Linked DNA regions of Ovis aries: region 1 is linked to region 2. A link is a contact called in public Hi-C data. All regions are on one chromosome and are shown on one strand. Each heading gives the region's core, a stretch centred on a gene start, on an enhancer-like site or on the middle of the called end of the contact. The rest is flanking DNA. Distances are from core to core; before and after follow the strand shown.

Region 1 (3,790 bases), core at 796-3,295, 710 kb after region 2:
ACTTCTTTTATAAGTTTCAAAGCTGCTTGGCCCTACAAAAAATGCTTGACCTTCAGCTAGGATGATGACTTTGCTTCCAGCTGAATCAAAGACATCTGACTACATGACAAAGTACCTGCTGATAGGCCTTGGGGAAAATATTTAGAAGAGCAGTTACTTCCTGCACCCGATTTTCCTCTAAATCAGCAAGCTGAACACTCTCAAACAGCAAATTGTCACCTCCCCAAACCTATCATTCATGTCTAAGCCCAAATAAGAGTATTCGCACCTCCTAGTCTTAAAGTAAAAACATCAACAACAAAATGTTAACATTCTGACTACTACCAAAGATAAACACAGCAAGGCATTAATTAAAGCGACATGTGAAAAGAGACATTATTCAGTAACTGCTGACAGCAGGGTAAAGAGCTGAGCTCCTTTCCGATGGTGCACAGGTGATTAGGCATTTTAAAAGGAGTAAGTGGACAGGATTTGGAGAAGAGAAAAATTCCAAAAGGTTGAGCAATGGAAATGCCAGCAGGCCAACTGTGTCTGCTAGCATGCAATTAAGGAAGGGAGGTCAGAGGCACAGCGATGGTGTTGCCTATTTGGGTAGATGAGCTTTCTTAGGCCAGCATTTTACTGGGTGCTGGAGTCATCTCAGGAACACAATCTTAGGCTCCCAAAAACCAAGCTAGAGTCCGGTGGTCTCTCAGTGCAGGGGTTTGGATGGAGTCAGGGTCATAAGTGCTGGGAGTTCTACAGTCCTCACAACCCTAGGGTATTCCTGATCTTTATCTATTTACGAAGGCACTGCCTTTCTCCACAACTGACTGGCTTCCTACCTAAGGCAAACAGCTATTAGAAAGTCAATAGATAAGGTAAAAACCAAACAAAACCCCCTTCATTTCATTAAAAGCTGCAGCCACCCAGGAAGAGACAGAAATCTAGGTTTGGGGTTTAAATAAACTCTTACTTTAACCGTCCTCAGATTCTCTGAGAAAAGTCAGGAAGAAGAAAAACAACACAGAGATAGGGCCAAAATCAAAAGATCTAACTGTCAACGCAAAACTGAGTTTCTGCTCCTCAGTGAAAAAAGAGTAAGAGGAGAGCGAGAGGGCAAATAAGAGCAATCTTTATCTTCCACACGTTGCTAGGCACATTTGATAAAACGTCAAAATTTTCTCCTGCCGAAGAATTTAGACCAAAAGAGAAAGGAGACCACAACCGAATAGATTCCACGGGCATGGGTTCATTCAAACAACATTTTTTTGTGGACGATTAACAATCAAGACATCTCTCATCTTGGAGAGAGTTCCCAGTTCAGTGGTAAATGTACATAATCTTCTATCCACTTTACAGTGAGATGGACGATATTAACATAATGGATACTGAATGAGATGCAATGGTGATGGAACAAAATGAGCGCCTCAGAAATTCAGGGATAGCTTCCCACCGCATGTGACATTTCAGGGGATCTTGCCAAGAAGAACCTGAAGCCCACGTTAGGGAGATTCAGCCCCCCGATTTGGCCTGCTTCACATCGCAGTCAACTTCCCTTCTCAAAGCATTTAGTCTCCTGGTCTATATCTTCACTGAACTGTGAGCTCTATTCTGGAAGCAGTAGCGACAATTCACAGTTATATAAATCCACTGCCCGGATCAATAGGGAATGTGGTACGAATGGCCCGATTAATGACTGAAGTCAGCGGACCTCCACAAAAGTCAGCAGCTCGGGCTGGACTCTGTCCAGTCTGGTTCAACTCAGAGCAAAGGGGCTCGTCAGGGAGCCTTGCCCTGGACTCAGGAAGAGACCTGAGAGCTCAGGATAGGCCCAAGATACAAGGAGCCCCGCCGCTCTAGGGTAATGAAGGGACAGCGGCTCAGGAAGGTGTTCCTGAACACCTGCTCGTTCCATTTTTACTTACATTCGCGAGGGAAAGATTTCAATTCGGTCTTTGCCCGACATTCTGACGATGACTGTTCGGCTCGGGTCCCTGGCCGGGCAACCGTGGCTGCAACAACCCAGCCACTGAGTCTTTCTCTACCGGAGTCAGCTGGTGTGTCACGTGACCCTCTCCCGTTGCTAAGAGGAAGCCAAGCTATACAGCCTTCATTTCCCCTTCCGGTCGGTTCGGGTGAGGGCGGGGGTATGGGGAGGGCGAGGACAAGAAGAAGGCGATGCCCGGATGTTGAGGCCGCGCACCCCGGAATCGCCCCCTCATTTCCGGTTCGCCTTCTAGCCCCTCCCCTTCCACCTCCCAGGCTGCTGCGCTCGGTTCTGCACGCGCCGAGCGAAAGAGCAGGTAAGAGTACACTCCTTCTCTTCCTCCAGTTTTCATCTTTGGTCACAGCGCCACCTCCTGATTGACTGAAGGTTCCAGCGAGGATTTATGCTTTAGGGACAAGGAATTAGTCTTCACTTTTACCTGAGCCTTGACGGTTATTTAGAGAAAGCTAAAGATAACGAGGAAACGTACTTTTCAGGTCCTCCTAAGGTCCACATTATTTGTCCTCGGAGGACCTGGACTCTATGGTCAGTGACGAAGGGCGGGTGGGGGGGGGTGTCTCTCTCCGGTTGGCGCCTGCGTGCTGCGAGCTGGTTCCGCATGCGCGGTGTGGTCAACCGAAGCACACGCTGAAGAAAGTCGGCGGCTGCTGAGGGCTGATCGAGTCTTATCTCTCCTACTGAAGAGCGTGGCGTGGGAGCCTGGTGTGGGACTCACACACATACCTCAGGTGACTAGTCTCTCTGATCGGTTTTTCCAGGAATTCACTTTGATTGCGTCTAGGGACATGGGTGGTCGGTAGAGGGTAGGCCCCGGAGCTAACACCCCCTCCTTTTCCCGTCCCCGCGCGGGAAGTGTCTGGACATGACTGCCGCCACCCGCCGGCTGCGTGTCGGCCTCCCGGTGTAGCAGAGGTGTCATGGTACGGACGGAGGAATCTCGCGAAGGCGAGTGGGCCAAGTGATGGGACAGCCTCGTCAATATGCTGATAGTGGCGGGTGTCTTGAGGTGGGGCGGCCTGGGGAGAACGCCGTGACACCCCGCCCCAGGACGCTGAGCACTTTGCTGTCTCTAGGCCTGCGAATTCCATCCTTTTTTCTTTTCCCTTCTTCCTCCCCGGCAAATACTACCTCTCAGTGGTGACCAGACAGGACACTTCAAGGAACCTGTGGATTGGGCCACGATTTTGACAAGAGTTGAGTTAAAAAAAAAAAAAATATCCAAGAATAGTTTGTTAACCTGACCACTTAATATTAAAAATCGAAGCTCTTGTTACCCTGTCGCTGAAGTTCTGCGTTTGTGTAGGATGAGTCAGTCCTTAAGACGAAACTAAAAGATACAACTGAAGAGTTTATTATTCTTCGTATCATTTTGCCGTATTTTCAGCACCGATGAGAATAGACTTGTAGATTTAAGCGCTGTGGTCTTACCGTTAAGCAGAACTGAAAAACAAGATATGGAAATTTTAGGTCCCTTTTGTTAACTACCCCAGACTTCGTCTACTTTAATTTTCATTAAACAAGAAACATTGTTTCTTGAGGAAAAGGTGTAGCAAAGAAGTCTTGGTTTTTCTTCCGATTGAAGTTGTTACTCAAGGGGAAAAAAAAAAAATCTTGTAACTCCGTGTCTTTCAGCAGTTTGGAATTACATAGAGCTTAAATGCCTGTTCTTAGTTCATCGGATGCCAAATGAGAGTTTCTGGTTCTCCAAAGATCTCAAGAAGATGCTATTTTGGAGATTGGTGCTTCCTATTTCAACTACAGTGAAATAATTGAAAAGCTTTGTTTGTTTAGCACTTCTGT
Region 2 (3,678 bases), core at 1-2,500:
GAAGTTGAAAGGGCTAGAAAGAACTAAGAAACCGATGTGAAATAGCCACAGGTGATTAATAACACTTCATGAAAGACACATGAAGATAAGTGTCAACAAAAGCTATTTTCATGGTAATTTCACATCCCACAAATACTGAAATGAAAATTGCCACCACAGGGGTTCTATTTCCAGTTTTGCGATTGTAGCTCAGGTGGGAAAAACATTTTCTAATCTCATTGTCTAAGATTGGTGTTTTTCAACTAAAAGCAGAGCCTCTAGCGAAGAAGCCTGATACCACAAAACCATGGGACAGCGTGGGGAGCAGAAGTCTGTTATTTCTCAAGCCTGCTATTTCTGCCGCAGGCTCCTAAGCTTCTGTAGTGAGGATCCTCCTGTAGGTACAGCCTTGGAGTTGGGAAATCCTCCGGCAGGTCGAGTCGACTGAAAAAGCAAGCGGGAAGGTGAGGCCGGATAGGATACCTCCTCCCTCGCTCACCGCGGGCTGTCACAGTAATTGGGGGTTGTGCCACTCACGCAGGTTTCTAAGGCACCTTCAGGCTCCCTGGAGCCTTTCTCTTCTTCGGGAGAGCGGGCTCCGTAGCCCCAAGAGCCGGCCGGGGTCGCTGACAAACGACCGGGAGCCGGGCTCGGCAGGGGATTGCTTCTGTCTGGGGCTCGGCGGAACCTGCGTTCGTGTCTCGCGCGCACTCGCTCCGCGTTCTCCTAGCCAATCCGGCGCTACTCGCGCGCCCAGGAGCGTTCCCCGGTCCAGTTTGGGCTGGGCCGCCTCCTTCCCGCTCCCAGCACTTCGCAACCGAGCGCTCACTCCTCCCCTCACTCTCCACGAGTTCCACGATTCGCGGTGTAGCTCCGCCCCTGGCCCGAGTCCACCCCCGCAATCTCGGGAGCTTGTGCTCTCCTTTCCCCTTAGTCTCCTGCCGACTAGCCGCGCTGGGTCTCGCGCTCCGCAGAGCGGCACGAGTCTCTGCCGCCTCGCTCCAACGCCTCCGCGCGGTCTCCCTAGGCAGCCACCGCGTTCCCCCCCGCAGCTCTTCGCCTGCGACCTGAAGTCGGGGTCCCGCGCCCTGACTCCGCCCCCCCATCCCCCCCGCGGACTCGCGCGCTCGGGGCCCGGCCTCTCACTCGCGCAGGCCGCGGAGCACTCGGCCGCCTCCCCCTCCTTCCCTGCTCGGCTCGCGCTCCCCGGGCGCTCTCGCTCTCGCGCTCTCCAAGGCGAGCGCGCTCCCGGCCCGCGCGCTCCGGGCTCTGGCTTCTCCCGGCTCCTGTCAGTGCGGTGACTGCGCTGGGAAACATGGCGACCGAGGGAATGATCCTCACTAACCACGACCACCAAATCCGGGTTGGAGTCCTCACAGGTAACCGGGGGAGGAGGTCCAGGACCGCCGCGGCCGCTGTCCCCGGCTTGCCTCAGGCTTCTTGCCTGTGATGACCCTTCTCTGCGGCCTCGGGAGAAGGGAAGGCAGAGGAAGGGGACGGGGTGGGGGGGGCGGACGTTTTTACAACCGCTGAGAGGTGCTGGGAGGTTGGGGTGTTCCCGCGGGGTCCCCCGGGAGCTGGGGCCGATCCCGTGGATGTCAGGCCCCAGTGCCTTCGCAGCCGAAGTCCTGGGCCCCTGGGGACCGAGGGGCCGGTGCGGCGGGCGCTGCGGGGCTCCTGGCAGGCGACGGGATCCCGGCTCCGCAGTCTGAAGCTAGCCGCTCTCGGCTGGCCCGCGCGCTCCCTCGGCTACTGCTTGTCCCAGAGAGGGGGGAAATCCCTTTTCCACCCCCTCCCTCTTTTTCCCTTCCCCCTACTTGGGCGGCCCCGCGCTGCTCTAGCAGTGCTTTCCCGGGGCACCGGCCACAGACGACATGGGTGTTCTTTAGGCGAAACTCTGCTCGGTCTCAGGCTGCCCCTCGCGAGCCGGGAATCCCCTTTGCCACCCATGGGACACCTTTCGTTCCCCACCCCGGGAGGTGGGGATCGGCTTGCGCCCGGACCTCGGAAAGTGTTTGCATTCTGCCTTCCCAAGTGGAGGGCCCTCTGCCCGCCTCTTCGTTTTCTTAGAGGGAAGGCTGTAGCCTGCGACTGGGGATCCAGCCTTTCTACTTAAGAGGGAAGGATTCCCCTACTCGGGCTCTTCTGTCCCCCTCCCTTGTGGGACCTCCCCCCACCCTCCCGAGGCTTGTGAGGAGCGCACTTTTCCCGGGTCGAGTTTCCCTCCCTCGCGGAAGCCGTGTGTGCTCTGCATGTCTGATTCCGTTGCGTTGTATTTGGGTAATATCCCTCAGTTCGGCGACAGGCAGTTGCTGCAGGGCATGACTTCTGAGATGAATAGCAAACCGATTTGTAGGCGATTCTGCTGTGGTTCTGTAGTTGGTAAGGTTTCTATGTAATTGAGTGGCGAGGTGGGGGTTAAAGAACTATATTTGGAACCTGAGAGCTTAGTTCCGAGGGAAGGAAATCCAAGACTTACTGATTTTGGAAAAAGAAACGATGTAGACGGGAATCCTCGTGTTCTCCCCCCCCCCCTCCCCCCCGCCCCACCACACACACACACACACACACACACACACACACACACACACACAGAGTTCTTTTTTTTTTTTCCCTTGTCAGATTCTGACAGGTTGAGACGGAGCTCGAGAAGGGACTAAATGGAATGAGACTTGCTTTATTATTATTTATTAGGCAGAGAAAAATCTCTGTTGATAAAGAATGCAAAGCTTAATTTGGCTGCTGAGTTTTATGAAGATACTCATGGTACCCCTTGTTCCCTTTTAACTAACTGGGTCGTCTTTCTCTGATATTGTTTCCAGATGTTAATAGTAATTTATTGAATTTTCCTAATTGAAAGCCCCCGCGATAGTGAAACTAGTCTGAATCTGTTGCAGGGAAGGGAAACCACCCCCCACCCCCACTGTTAGAAGATGCGCTGTTCGCTTCTTTTGGTGCTGAAGCTCTTGCTTTGTGTGAAGATTCAGTTGTAACTCAGCAATCTTGGCGTTGACATTGCTGATATTTAGAGTCTTTTTGCGGGATGTAAAATTGTATACCGTATATCAGCCCTCAGCTCTCACTTTAGAATTTAAAATTAATAGAGTAGTGAGAGTAAAGCTTAATAGAAACCAAAGTGTGTCAACTGTCCACGGAAATGAAAGGTCATAAATGTTTTCAAGTTAAACCATAGAGATTTTTTTTTAAAAACTTTTTTTATTGTTTATTTAAGCTTTCTCTGATAGTTTTATTTAGTGAATCAGCTTACCTGAGTCAAGTGACATAGTAGATAGCTGTTGTACAGAATGCTTTGAAAGGTGCAGCCCTTATCTGTGTCTCTGCACTCCAATAGGGATGACATTGATATGCAAACAAATAAACATTATATGTAATTACTGTGCTAAAATTGTCTAAATAAATTACTTGTGTGATTGAAAGCTAAATGTAAAAGGTATTCGTTACTCAGATTGATTAGGAGCAAATATGATTACTTAAAGAGAGAATTTGTTATGTTTATCAGTGGTAAGAGGAAACTGACATTTTTAAGGGGAGTTGAAAGTCAGTTCAGTGGCAGCCTTATAAATGAATATGTTGCTGAGGTTGAGGCTCTTGAGCAGAATAAAAATGTAACGCAAAGGCCCTGGAATGCCTACGTAGGATAGGTAGGTGGCACAAGCAGAATGTCAATGAGAGAAGATA

What was found. Hi-C and Micro-C count contacts between places; a contact is called where the count stands out from the background.
Region 1: a Hi-C map of tail adipose tissue shows a contact between it and region 2, with 3 times the contacts expected there. The contact joins the promoter of ATP6V1D here to the promoter of GPHN in region 2. A contact is called at or near these places in 3 of 16 Hi-C or Micro-C datasets (blood, hypothalamus and tail adipose tissue).

Annotation. Positions count from the first base shown.
Region 1 is chr7:77,316,120-77,319,909 of ARS-UI_Ramb_v3.0, forward strand. It overlaps ATP6V1D (ATPase H+ transporting V1 subunit D), which reads right to left and starts at 2,046. Exons shown (of 8, transcript XM_060418191.1): 1 at 1,908-2,046. The coding sequence starts at 1,948. EIF2S1 (eukaryotic translation initiation factor 2 subunit alpha) reads left to right here and starts at 2,095. Exons shown (of 8, transcript XM_004010732.6): 1 at 2,095-2,285.
Region 2 is chr7:76,604,743-76,608,420 of ARS-UI_Ramb_v3.0, forward strand. It overlaps GPHN (gephyrin), which reads left to right and starts at 1,251. Exons shown (of 24, transcript XM_060418189.1): 1 at 1,251-1,358. The coding sequence starts at 1,295.